Regions from separate parts of the Bombyx mori genome. Here region 1 is linked to region 2. Evidence: chromatin contacts called from public Hi-C data. All regions are on one chromosome and are shown on one strand. Each heading gives the region's core, a stretch centred on a gene start, on an enhancer-like site or on the middle of the called end of the contact. The rest is flanking DNA. Distances are from core to core; before and after follow the strand shown.

Region 1 (7,296 bases), core at 1,325-3,824, 42 kb after region 2:
TTGACGCAGCATGTTGTCTTATCATGCTGCGTAGGGATTTGGCATAATTTTTACGACTGCCCGCCTGTGTGACGTCTTTGTATCTTCATACTCAAATACCTGCATAATATATCCTTTGCATCCGTGCCCTAGGGAGGGGCTACTAGTGATTGGGTAGGGGAAAAATTAGAATAGAATACAGGAACTTTTCAGTTTGTTTTTTGATATTTCTTTTACTTCATCCAATTTCGGATTTCTAGAATTATCATTTTATTGTTATAAGATATATTTTAAAAAAAAGTATACAATATGTATTAAGTTTGCATCAATTTAAATTAAGTTGTATTTTATAATACGAAGAGCAGAGCTTTTAGTGGAAGCATTCAAGTATTCAATCAATCATTTAAACATTCTCCCATCTAGGCAATAAAAATAAAAATAAAAAGATTATGTACAATTTTTTTATCGTGTGTACACGTGCAAACAATTTCAAGCAGTAAGATTCCAGAGTATTCATCCCACTGTACATCGCTAGCAAATTTAAAAGAAATTCGCACAATCCTTTTATAAGCTAGGTACTGTAATATTTTAATACTAAGTAACATTTCAAGCAGTCAAATTTAAACAATTTTGAAGGTTCATCTTTATCGTAATAAATAGAAAACATAGAGGTCATCATTTATCGGATGCATAACATGAGTAAAGTAGCTCTTGTGATATCAACAGTCGTATGATTTGAAACTGGGACAGACGAACGGACGGCCACGTCTTAAAATAGCCTCTTTAATGAGCGTGGTGCGAAACGTTGAAGCTTATGCGCCAATAAACAAATGATTACTGACAATTATCGTCGCGGAGGAGAGGCGAGAGAGTGCGGTGCCGCGCCGCGTGTCGCGTACCACGGTAGCGAGGCCGCGCCGCAAAATCGACAATCAACCATACAAATTTCACGCAAAAAGTATAACATTAATTTATTTTTTTGCAAAACAGGTTCTGAATTTTGATGGTCTTAAAAGAAACGTATTTTGCCTATTTTTAGATTAATTTGAATATTTATGTTTTAAAATCCGGCCAGATGTTGATAGATTTTGCTAACATATTTCAAACGAAAGTTAAGAAGTCATTCTTTTTTTTGTTAAATTTAAAATCACGAATATCCTTCTTGATGTGACTAGTGTGCCACCTGTTGTGCATTCATGATACTATGATAGGTACTGCCGCAAAAAAGGTCCTCAGAAGCACTAAAAACAAATTTACAAAGTTAAATTTATAACAATCGACAGGTAACATACTACTATAGGAATTGAAAAATAACGGCCATGAGTTTCTCGCCGGATCTTCTCAGTGGCTCCGATTCCGATTCAGTAGTAGATTCTGCGAAGTACTGCTCTTGCTAGAGCTAGTGTTAGCAAATTCTCTCAGGTTGAGCCCATGAGCTTACCTACCCGCCAGGGTGTAGCTGGAATTGCCTAGATTAGCCTACTAGCGAATAGGTTGGGGACAAAATAGAAAAATAATAAAATTTAATCATATACCTACTTAAATTCATTAAAATTAATTCGTTAATATTCGCTTATAATGAACACTAACAATTAAAAATTGCATCCTAAATATTATCACGGCCTTGTGCGCCATTTTATAAGTTTCATTGTCGTCAATGTCTGTCCGAACGGAAGCTACATTAGATCATCTAGGTATAGTTCTAGGATACTATAATGTGACCGTATCTCGAAATTGGTCACACGTTTTCCTTACCGCACAAGGTTGCCAACTTATATAAAAACGTCTTCTTGATATTTCATGTCCTTGAATAAAATCCACTATTAAATTAGGACAATGGGTAAGAAATTTATTCTAATATTATTATTTTCAGTAATCTAAAGACACATTTCATTAACTGTCTTGTCAAGATACATGGGCCTGATCACCCATATTTGAATGTAAACTAAGCTAATTAAATGAAGGAAGCGCAATGTTTGAGAAAGAAAAAAAAAACGCTGACTTTTCTCTATATTAGCTGTCAATACCGAGTGTAATGGAATTCCCAAAAACGAAGACAGTAGTTGGGAATCCCAGATGCGATGACATTCAGTTAAAAGAGTTTTAATTTACTATTGATTTTGCACGGCTTGCTATTGACGCATCCAATACCAACTTCGCATCGGCTGCTTTTGTTTTAAATTTAACGTAATTTCCAATATATGAACCTAATAAACAGACACTTAATTGAGGTTGTCAGCGCAGAAGTGGCCTAACCTACAATTATTTATATTCACGCTTATATGACGTATATTGGAATTTATTTAAAATATAATACATTTGCAAAACCGGCCTATCCATAGTTTCACCCATAGATAGCAGATAGCTTTGTAAACATTATTTTTGCGCGTATTGTTTTTTGGCCTACTCAAATTCAAATTCATAAAAATTCAGACCAAATTGCCTCCGTACTAACTATGGTAAGCTTAGGCCACTTTTGCGCTGACGGCCTCAATTATGCTATATGGTACGCGTGACAACCCTGCACAGTCACGTCGGTTCGCTCACGACGAGGTTAGTGCCGGCACTGCGCCTGCGCACATCGACAAGGACGTCGACCTCAACCTTGGGACAGACCACTAAAAACAATGTTTAGTCTCTTACTCACTACATACCCTCCTAATATGCGGCCGAGCGTGCATTACAATACATTACCATACTTGAATTTAAAAATGCTGCCGATACAATATAGCATTCGTAATTAATTCATCATAATACGTTAAATAAACTGTTTTTTTTTTGTAATGTTAAATTGTAAAACATTTATTTGCAAATTGAAAATTTACACAAAAAACAATTGATTGTCCTCCATAAAATATTGTTGGCCTAAATTACCTATTAGGACTACGTTTTTCAAATCGCATTTATGGCAACAAATTAGTGTGAGTGTTAAAAATCTACTCAACGCATCTTCAGATTTTGTTCATAGAGGTTTGTCATTGTGGACTTAGAATGATTGATTTTGAGAAAACCATTCATTTTTTCATTGTCGAATCCTTAAATAAATGCGATGACCATAACATTGCTACTTTATTAAATACAGTCATATACCTACGAGTAGTATCTATCAATTAAATATAGGATCCGTTCTATTATTGTCAATGAATTGTAATTAGTGGTTAAAAAGCTGAATTGTGGATATTAAAAATAAATCGAATTCCTGTTTGTAAAATTATCTTGACTTGTTAATTGGATACTGCATCGTTTTATATTTACTGGCGAATGGACGTTTAAATTATTTAATAACGTTTCAAACTTCGACAGGAAATATCACAAACGTGAACCTGTTTGATTGCTATGAAGAATCCTTCTTTGCCCTCGCGATTTTTTTCGGCTTTTACTGAATTATTCTCCAAAATGTTTTTATTTACGAACTTCACAATGACCATTACGAAATCATGTTTATGAGAGGCTTGTATATTATTGAATTACTTACCTTTCACTTCAAAAGTCTCGCCCGGACGGCCATATTTTATTTACGAGTATTATTTAAGTGTTTCCCAAGAATATAACGTACTAAAAAAAAACATCTATAGTCGTTGTTAATGAAAACTGTAGATTAATTTACGTATTAAACATCAAAGATCAACCTAATAATAAACACAAAAGCGTGCCTCGTACAATAAAAGACAAGTGGCAACGATAACGCATCTATAGCTCGCCTGACAGGCCGGACAAGGTACAAGAGATTTACTAGTTACTACGGAGTACGAGCAGAGAAGGATAATGACCTGGTGCGTGTGCGTCGCGTCGCGTCTCATACTACGATGTGGTAATGCATACAAAATGGATGCTCGAGAAACCTAACCTAATTATACACGTAAGTACATAACAGAGATATAATGTTTTCGCTTTTTAGTACCTAAGTATTTTTAATGCGGACGAGCTTTTTTTTATTTTAATTTTTTCATTGTCTAACTTATTTTTTTACTTTTGCATTATTTGATTATAAGTAAAATAAATCAGTCACATGCAGGCTGCTGGCGATAACTAGAATATGTTTTAGGCAACTTGTATCTGGAAAACAATCAATAATTGTGTCACTCCCCAATAGAGACCAATCTGTTGACACATCATTTGTTGAATGCCGTCAAAAGGCTTTGTAGTTTGTAGAACATCCCTGCTAATATATAAATGTGAATGTAAGTTTGTTTGTTACGCTTTCACGCGAAAACTAACTCAACCGATCATCATGAAGCTTTGTACACATATTCTAGGAGGTATTAGAAGTAACATAGGATACTTTTTATTAAGAAAAAATTTTTTTTTTTACGAAAAATAAAAAAATGGTTTGTCAAAAAACCTCAAAATCTAGCTTTTTCAACGCTATCTACCGGTTCAGTAATAAATTTCCAATCCTGAGTACTGTAAATGAAGTCGCGGGTAAAATTTAGCGTTATGCCAAAGTAACTATTCCACGCGGACGAAGTCGCGGGCAAAAGCTAGTATCAAATAATTATATGTACATGTCCGGTGAACTCGTAAGTGATGCGATTAAGCCGTTGTTTAAATCCCTCATCTAAGGAAACACGTACTTATCACGCGTTCGCGTAGCTCCATGACGAAGGTATAAAATCGTTAAATCGAAAAAAACTGCGATAAAATTAGGAATTTGCCTAATCGCTAGTATGGCGTGTTTTAAGACAGCAGATGAATCAAGTTCCTACCTATTTCTGCAGCATAATAATCGGTGTGACATCCCTTATACCTACATATATAATTAAATCCTTTGTATTCTAAGCACCGATGACCGTTCAAGAAATCGACATGAAACATAACCCAGAGACACAAAACACTGGGTGGGTCGCATCTTCTCAGCGGGTCGCGATTTCGAGCCTGTGATGTGGTTCAGCGAAGCACTACTCTTGCCAGAGCAGATCTTTAGCAGGCTATCTTAGACTACGTGCGCTCGTCCACCAACCATGGAAAAGCCAATAATAGCCCCTCGAGACCACAAGCAGATAGGTACTCAAAAAAAAAACATAATGGGAACCATTAAAATTTAAAAAGTATAAATAGTTAAAACACTTTGAATTTTGGAGTATTATTGTTTGTAGAGTTTATTAAATTGCTGAAAACCTGTTTAATTTAGTAAGTAAATTTAAAAAAATTCAACCAACATTATTTAAATTTTGCATCAGAAAACAATTTAGTTTTACCGATAATTAAAGTTTCTTTAAACATAAATAGGCTGTTTGTTATCTTTAAGTACACAAGTATAGAATAAGCGTAAAATAAACATCCAATTATTTACGAAATATCAACTCCAATGGAGCCAATGTAAACTCATGAATATTCGTTACTATAAATTTTAGTCTGGAGATATTCTCCTTTTTTGTTCGCTCACATGGACAAATGAGTCCACGTTCCAGCTAGTGGTGAGCAATCATCGAAATCCATTGATATGATACTTACTGTCTGCATATCTTGAGAAGTCAAAGTCTCAATTTTGTGAGAGCAATGGGTATTCGATCTTTCAAGGATCCGGTGATTTCCTCAAATCGGCATAATGACGGCGACATTTGCCAAGGTGCTCGTTTAAAATATTTTATCAATCTTATCTTACAGTTAAAAACTATTTGAATGATTTATGTTTAAATCTATTGTTTATTTATCTACACTATTATTAATATCTATATAATGTATAACGATAATCTGCTTGAAGCTCGGTTAAACTTTCTTCGGTAGGTACCACGATAAAAAGTGAAATTTAAATATATCATATAAATATTCATTAATAAATTTGCAATAACAAATAGATTTCGAGACAACAGTAGAAGCAAAAGCCCCAGCGTTCTGTTATGACGGCATCTTTAATATGAATGGCAAATTCCTCTGCCCACTTACTGGCCTGAATGATTTCAACATTCTTGGCGCTGCTCCGATAATAATCTGTGGAAAAAATAAACGAACAAAACGTAAATAAATCGAGACGAGTTGAAAGTGCGCTCTCGAAGACCGGTGGCACGACAAAATAAATCTCAGCGATATGGTCGATACGCTCGCGCTCGGGATAACGTATTTTTACGCAACAGGGCTCTTTCTTTGTTTATGACTGGCCACGACGCCGCGCCGGACCAGACGGTTGGTTATTCAACCGGGCCGCATTCCGCGACGACTTCGCTTTTTGCTCCACCTCCGCTGCCGGTCTTGTGCGCCGTTGAAAAACGACTAATTAGAACGTTTATGGCAGGAATTAACGTCGCACATTGTTGGCGACAAAACGTTTTGGAGCCAACAATGCTTTACGGAATACCGCACGCACTTTTCACTTCGTCCACTTTATTATTGGCCGCATTCCTGCGTAATCTTGTCTGCGTAGTCTGAGTGAATTTTTACAGAAAGTAATCGTTCTTAATTTACCTGAAGTAATATTGGTGGCGCCGGAGTGTCGATGCAAGGCCGTTGTTTACTCTTCGCTCAGCGTCGGTCGTAACGTCATAGCTTGTAGAGAAAAACCTTTTAACACTTACATTAAACAAATACGAAGATACCAAACAAAAAATAAATTAACTACATCGTATCAATTGTACTTCCTTTATACACATTCTAGATCCCCTAATGGCTTAATATCATATAATGTAGAATGGCTTCTCAATGCCCAATTCTGTTCAATAAAACTTTAAAGTGTTTTTATTGAATTTTCAATGTAGACACACATGGCTTTTTTTATTTATAAACTGTGTATAAAACATCATAAAACGACTAATAAAGGTCTAAGCAGACTGGTTTGTGTTACGAAAACAAAACGAATACAGGCGCCACATTGTAAATAAGAGCTGCCGCAACAGTGTACACAGAAATTAATTAAAGCGGGTTCACACATTGATTCTAATTCCGGATCATTTCTTACTTGAAACGCATCGATAGACACGAGGCTTAGTATCGAACAAATTCGTGCTGCGGTGGTGCCGAAAAAAATGTTTGTTCGTAGCAGGCGACCACTGACGCCAATAAAACCGATCACCGAACGACCAAAAGCCGTCACAAAAAATTAACTCCCGGAGCGAAGCATCAACATTACTTACTTTTTTCTTATTATACGTCGGAGTAGTATCGAATTACTATCTCGGAATGTTCGGTAGACGATCCGGACTAGACACGAGGCTGGAGAATCAATGCGTTTCGAATTTCCCATTAAATGGACATCCACGATAAACACAGAGCTTTTTTTTTATTACGTCTTAAGTGACGTTGAACTGTAAATGACACTCCGAGAATAGATAACGTTACTGAAGAACAATCCATCAACATCTTGAAGAATAAACAAAATAAGAG
Region 2 (6,773 bases), core at 3,698-6,197:
CAATATTAAGACCTCAAGCTCGCTGCCAAGTATAAAGGCTTTACGTTAATGTGAGCTGGTGCAATAGGAAATTGGGTTTAGCCTTGTTTTTTCCTACTTATTCTCTGGTAACTTAAGGTGCTATTCCAACTACGTCCGAACGTGTAGGTGAGCTCACGGGCTCAACCTGAGAGAACTTGCTAACATTAGCTCCAGCGAGAGCATTGTTACGCAGAATCTATCAACGGATCGGAATCGCGACCTAGTGAAAAGATCCGGCGAGAAACTCAGTGGGCTGATTAGATTATGCCTTAAGATTGGGAACATGTTATTACTCTTAGTATTTTCTAGCTCAAGTTCCGTTTATCATCTTCGTAATATTTAGTGTCGAAACAACATGTACCCAATTTGTAGTGTGATTTAGTTTACAGTTAAAACCGGTTATGACCGCTAACGTCACTCTTCATTAGTCTAAGGCGTTGGAATGGAAAATCAGAGTATTAATTTACGGGAAGGTCAAGTTAAAAAGACAACGATATTGCGAATTCATAGAGAAGATGGGATAGTGGAAGTAGTTTGAAATGGTCAGCGTCACGCACCCGTATGTTCTGGTTAATAAAATTACTAAACTTAATAGTCTAGTAAGATCATGTACATTAATGATTACGCTCCAAGACTTACACATGTGCTGTCAGTATGGGACCATATGTAAAATGCTTTTTTTTTCCTATTAAATTGTTAATACGAGTCGTAGTTCGAATTACGTAGCTTGCTCAATATACACCTTCATTTATCTTATCTATATATTAATACGTGAAGCAAAAACTTTGTATCCCTTTTTACGAAAATTGCACGGACGGAGGAGTATGAGATTTTCCTCACTTATAGAGAATATAGAGAAGAAGTGCACAATACTAATATTTTTTTTAAATAATGCATAAAAGATACATTAAATCAATAAAGAAAACATTACACACACTACATACCATGTATTTGACGCACACACGCATGCATACTATTTATTGTCAAACTTTTGTTCTTGACGTTTGTTGTCAAATTGAGAATAGATTAAATATTGTTTGTCTTTATTAATATTTTTTATAGTGTAGTCTTGGCGAAATTTGTGATTATAGAAGTATAAAATACAATCATAATAGTGTACAAACTTACAATTCCAATTAATTATAGTCGAATTTCGACTGCTGCGGGACCTCTAGTTGATTTAAAACTGCCTATAGTTGTAGTTTGCACTTCAGGGGAAAGTTTCAAGCATAGCACTATCAATATAACTGAATATTTTGATACACTATTCGGTTTGTGACAACCACCCATGAATAGTGGTCACAAGTATTAATTAAAAAATTGAAATTCTAGAAGACAGAAACAACTTTTAAGATTGTATAAGTTATCCCGAGCAGAAAAATAACATAATACACCTACATCTATGAATTCGTTATTATAATTTCGTATATCTTCCTTCACAAGGTCTGCACTATTATGCTATTTCGTACAATGGTTACACTGAAGGCCGAGATGAGTAAATCACATCAATACTATATATTATATTCCGTTCTATATTTTACCACACGTGACCAGAACTTTAATGACATAAAATCTAAATTGACTCGCATTCTAGGAAAACGACTTCTTGATAATATTAACCAATATTACGTGCTTTAAATAGTTATATCATTAATAATGTTTACTTTCCGTTGTTATCTAACATTTTATTATATTGTTGCACTTGTTACGGTACAAGGTTGAAACAGGTATAATAATTTGATAGGCATACGACTTGATATAATATTTGAGTCGACTATTATCAAAGCCGGCAATGTGACTTTTGGACAATTCTTGGTAAATCAGAAAAACGAATTATTGACTTTGTATTCCATTGGCAGTCACAAAACTCTTCTGAACGACATCTTAGATAAATAACAGGTTAAGTATTAACCTTTATTTAATGCAGGTTTTGAACCGTATTCTTTGAAGGAGACGATTATATTCAAATCAATCTGTATTGACATATCAATAACATTTTTTTGTCCAAATGCACAGATTGCCACCTTTGATAATAGACGACTCATTTATAGCATTTTACACGTGTACGTATTGCCATCCCCTATTTCTGCTGGTATTCTTCGGACATATTGCTCGTAAAGAGGGTCACAATCTTGAACAGCTGATGGTGACAGGAAAGGTAGATGGCAAACGTCCCAGAGGACGCAGTCCCACGAGATGGTCGGACCAAATACGATCTTCTCTGAGCATCAATTTCCACAATGCCTTTATGAAGCAAAGGATCGCGGCAGATGGAGGGAAGTCGTACGGGAGAAACTGATTCAGCGGGGGAGTCTCGACCCTCAGTAATGAGGAAAACGACGCGAGGAGGATTTCTGCCGTGAAACAGCCGTGTGTTCTGACTAAATATATGGGATTAGGTAATCATTAAACAACACAATTAAGAACTCGAGCTCATGTGTCATGCTAAGTGTTCTGGCATTTATGCTACCATTTTATAATAGGATAAGTTATTTTTGAGAAATTTTTTAAACGAAAAAAACTAAAAACTCAATTCATGAGGGAAGTTTGCAAAAAAAAAAAACACGTTATATTTCTGGTGCCGAGAAATATAATTTTACATAAATATGACAACAACGTGGATATGTCATCGGTCAGAGGGTATCAGTCCGACTCGACCGTGTAGTTTTCCTATTTGTTCTAATAATAACGTTAAACTTGAGCAATATTTATTTACACGTTGTATTATTGCTTAGACGTTCCTACAGAACAATTTGTTATGGAAACAATACTGTCAGATTTATCAACAACGCTCTATCAATTAGATTCCATAATGGGGTATTTTTTTACTACACATTCGATATTCGTTAATCCTTCAAGGTCGGGTTTTTTTATAATTTTAATATAATTACAACTATATAATTAAATTTTTTTCTTGTATCAAATACAACCTTTATATATATTATATATATATACGACCGATTTACGGGTAATATAGATACTGTTGCAGTTTTCAATATTGCAAATAGGTACTAATAAAATTAATACTACCTACATCGCATTTTTCCAACGTGCGCTATTTGAAGTATACTATCGGCTATGAATGATGCCCCTAACTAAAATAAACATGTTTAATATTAAAGCTAATTACAATTAGAACAATAACTATTTAAACCACGTTGTTATCGGCATAGTTTGTCCCTTACTAATTGTTGTTTAAGCGAGCTCTGTGTCTACATTACCGTTATTAACCTCAGATGACGTAATTTAGAGTAAGTAAACACAGAAATTATGAATTCTGGTACAATAAATGTATAGTTCGTTTTCAAACTTGACGAATTGTTATTATCTGTTCGATCATATTTTAAGATCCAATATTTTAGTACCTTAAGTATACACGTGTAATCACTTTGAAGTTGCCATCGCTAAAATCATTCCAAATATACATTTAAATTGATCATTAACGGTGTCGTAAATAAGCTTACACCATTAAACTATTCTTCCACCTAACCGACTGAGAAACGGACGGTTTATCTTGGATATCAAGTTTGATATTGGATATCAATCGTAAATGTTTATCGTCCAACAAAACCCGTGATATTTTGGCTCAAAAGTAACAAATAAACAAACCATTTTCTAAAAGAAGGGCTACAACATTTAGATTCAAAAGAAAAATCTTAGTGTTCCGAGATCATTGACATGTAACGCACATTGAATTGTAGAAAATGTTAATATTGCCAACACGGTAACACTGTTGGACCGGTTCTCACACCACTATACACAGTCTATGAGGAATTGCTTATAGCTAGCTCTACCTTGCTTGTTTACTCTGACGACTCTTAACGATTTGTGAATAGCAGTCATTTCAGGCAAATTCAATGAATTCAGTACCTTTTTTGTACTTGATTTCATGATACAAATACACATAGCAGTACTTTCATTACTACTGCCTAAAATTGTCTGAATGAAATGATCTTAAATTTAAGATAGAGGCAGTGATAGAGGTAGGCGGTGGTGTTAGACTGAAACGAGCCGATACGCTCGGAAACAACCTAAATAAAGCGGAGCACCAGAGAATAGCCGTCTCGAGTCTCTACCGTGGAACACACACAGACAAGCAGCGCGCACACCACCGCCGGCTCGCACACTCTCGCCCGCGCACACACAGCCCGCCAGACGAAAATAAAATCCACTCGTATGCGCCATGCAAATAGGAAGGCGGGCCGTGCACGCAAGCCACCCGATTGTGCCATCAAAATTATTTCCTTACGTTTCGTGGTATTGTCTTGAGACGGTCACGGGCGCAGCATCGCAGGCCGTGGATCACTACAACGGCGGTAAGCCGGAGGTCTCATCCGAGGAAAAGTCTATCGTTCACTCTTAACTGGTTCCGTGCGTTCAAATACCGAAGGAAAAGTGCACGGATGCGACGGCCGCTTTTGTTTGTCACTCGCGGGTCGCGCGTCTTCTCGCTGCGGTCACAGCAGGTAAATCAACGGGCAGAGATCTGCATGAATGATATGACGGGTCGATGTGACGATCAGAAATACGCGAACGATGTGCGACGTCGGCGCAGGTCGCAGCGCGACTGGCAGTGGCACTACGCGGAGCCCCGTGCGTAGTGAGTGGCCGTGAGGCGCGGGGACGAGGAAACCCGGCGCGAGTACGGAGCGCCCGGCCGCGGCCCACCGCCTGCCGCCCGGGGGGGCGGGGGTAGGGGGCGCGGATTAATCACGTAGTAAGTATGCCCCCCTGGGCCGCGCTCCGCTGCCGCACGCCGGTAGAACCTGCCATCCACCAATACATGCATAAAAACTGTAAGCACGCACGTAGTGCCCACAATGAATCCGGAAACTTACGGCACCTTCCAGAGGTTGAGTCAACAAAAGAAGAGGATTAAATTAATAGACTAGTATTAAAATCAAGGATTAAAGACTTTTTTGCAAATGCAAATCATGAATTAATTTGAAACGTAGAGCATGTAGAGTAAGCCATATTTTCATTTATTTAATCTCATTATTTTCTGGAATCAGTCTATTTTAGTGTAAAAAGTCTTAATATCCATATTGGTCTACTATCATCTACTATAATCTACTCTCTATCGTTATTTCCCACACATCTCGAGCAGAAATGTTCCCGGACCGGTTTCGAACTTTGCTTACGTCATCGCACAGCTCGTACTCACATACCTATGGTAACTGTGTTTATGGCTTTCTTTCACCATAATTAGAGCTAACCAGGGCCATTGTACCAAAAATGTTCACTAAACGAGATAAGTTCTTAGTTTATAGTTAGCAAAGTAGAGTCGTAAATTTTCAATTTTAATATTTTAATGTTCTCGTCTCATTTCATTGTTAAGTCTTTGAGCAACCGATTTATTTATCTGATTAGATATGAATTAAAAAAGAAAAAAATGACTGTTGTATCGGTGCGACTGACTCCAAAATCTAAAGATTAAGTTTACAACAAACGTATGAATGAATATGTTTCACTATTGGAACTTGTTACAAATGTATCGCATGCACATCGCATCGCTGCGCTTTCTTGAGTGACGCGAGTTGTAACCTGAATCGATTTCATTTATTAGTGAAGGTATGCAGACAAGCTTATGGCTAGATACGGTTACCAGAATCGATATGCACCCTCGTAATAATACCTGGATATATTGTATTTGAAGTTGGACTTTGCGAGTGTTCGATTTTTATGCATGTTATACACTCTTAAACGCATCGTGTCAGACATAATCAGGACTGGGACACTCTTAAACCACCTTCATGGGCTAGTAAAATGTCGTAGCCACCACCAGTACCTAAGATCAAGGTTGGGAGTTGGATACGAAATATCCAAGAAAATTACTTAGGACGGAATGTCGCTTAGGTATATGTTATTGTAGAGACCGGATTCGTTAAGCCATATCTACCTATATATATAAAAATGAATTGCTGTTCGTTAGTCTCGCTAAAACTCGAGACCAGCTGGACCAATTTGGCTAATTTTGGTCTTAAATTATTTGTGGAAGTCCAGAAAAGGTTTAAAAGGTAGACAAATATAAAAATTCTCGGAATTAAATAAAATTTAGGTCTTTTATTTATCGATTGAGCCACTACGAAGTCTGCCGGGTCAGCTAGTTTCATTATAAAAATATTTTATATAGGTTGGAAGGATTCTTAGAACATCTCAGACAGCAATCAATCAACCTTTGTAATTTGGTATTAAGCTTATACCAAGATTTAAGCCTCTCAGTAGACTAACTTCGAATAATTTACACGACAGGTATTTGTTGAGCCTTTTCGCTGGTATTATAGGCAGATTTAGACCAGCTCTTTGCAATTTTAACCTTATGGAGACATTAGGTTTTAATAAAATTAGTTTTAAAGTAGAATCTAATACCGAAGCATATAATGCAGCTTTACATGTGGTCAGTACCCGGAATTGTACCTAACTTTATCGTATGAGTCACTTGTGTTTCATTATGCTGGTATACGATAAATAAATGTATTTAAACATATTCTAGTTTTGAACCTTTCCACCTATTGGTACGGGTCATGTGCCCGTATAAAGGATACCATCATGCTGCCTATTTTGACCATGAAACAAGCTGTTTTTTTATGTAGGGGTTTTGCGGCCTAAACAAAATAAGAAAGCAAAGAAAGACAGCGTGTACTCAGCCACGAGACAGGGATTTACTAACGGCCCAAACGCTTCAGTATGCGACAGTAGTTCAAAGTTGATTCTTTGGCGAGTGTATCTACTACCGGATCAGAATCACGATC

Evidence for each region. Hi-C and Micro-C count contacts between places; a contact is called where the count stands out from the background.
Region 1: a Hi-C map of whole pupa shows a contact between it and region 2, with 2.1 times the contacts expected there. The contact joins the enhancer-like site here to the promoter of LOC101740207 in region 2. A contact is called at or near these places in 4 of 7 Hi-C or Micro-C datasets (middle silk gland, posterior silk gland and whole pupa).

Annotation. Positions count from the first base shown.
Region 1 is chr11:10,816,682-10,823,977 of ASM3026992v2, forward strand. It overlaps LOC119630405 (a long non-coding RNA gene), which reads right to left. Exons shown (of 5, transcript XR_009974290.1): 3 at 7,047-7,296; 4 at 6,382-6,462; 5 at 5,053-5,910. Among protein-coding and RNA genes, the nearest start is that of LOC119630405, 10 kb to the right of the region's middle. Within about 2 kb of position 2,575, at least 7 of the 8 cell types and tissues checked have open chromatin away from gene starts, as enhancers often do.
Region 2 is chr11:10,772,628-10,779,400 of ASM3026992v2, forward strand. It overlaps LOC101740207 (ataxin-1-like), which reads right to left and starts at 4,948. Exons shown (of 4, transcript XM_012695064.4): 1 at 4,271-4,948.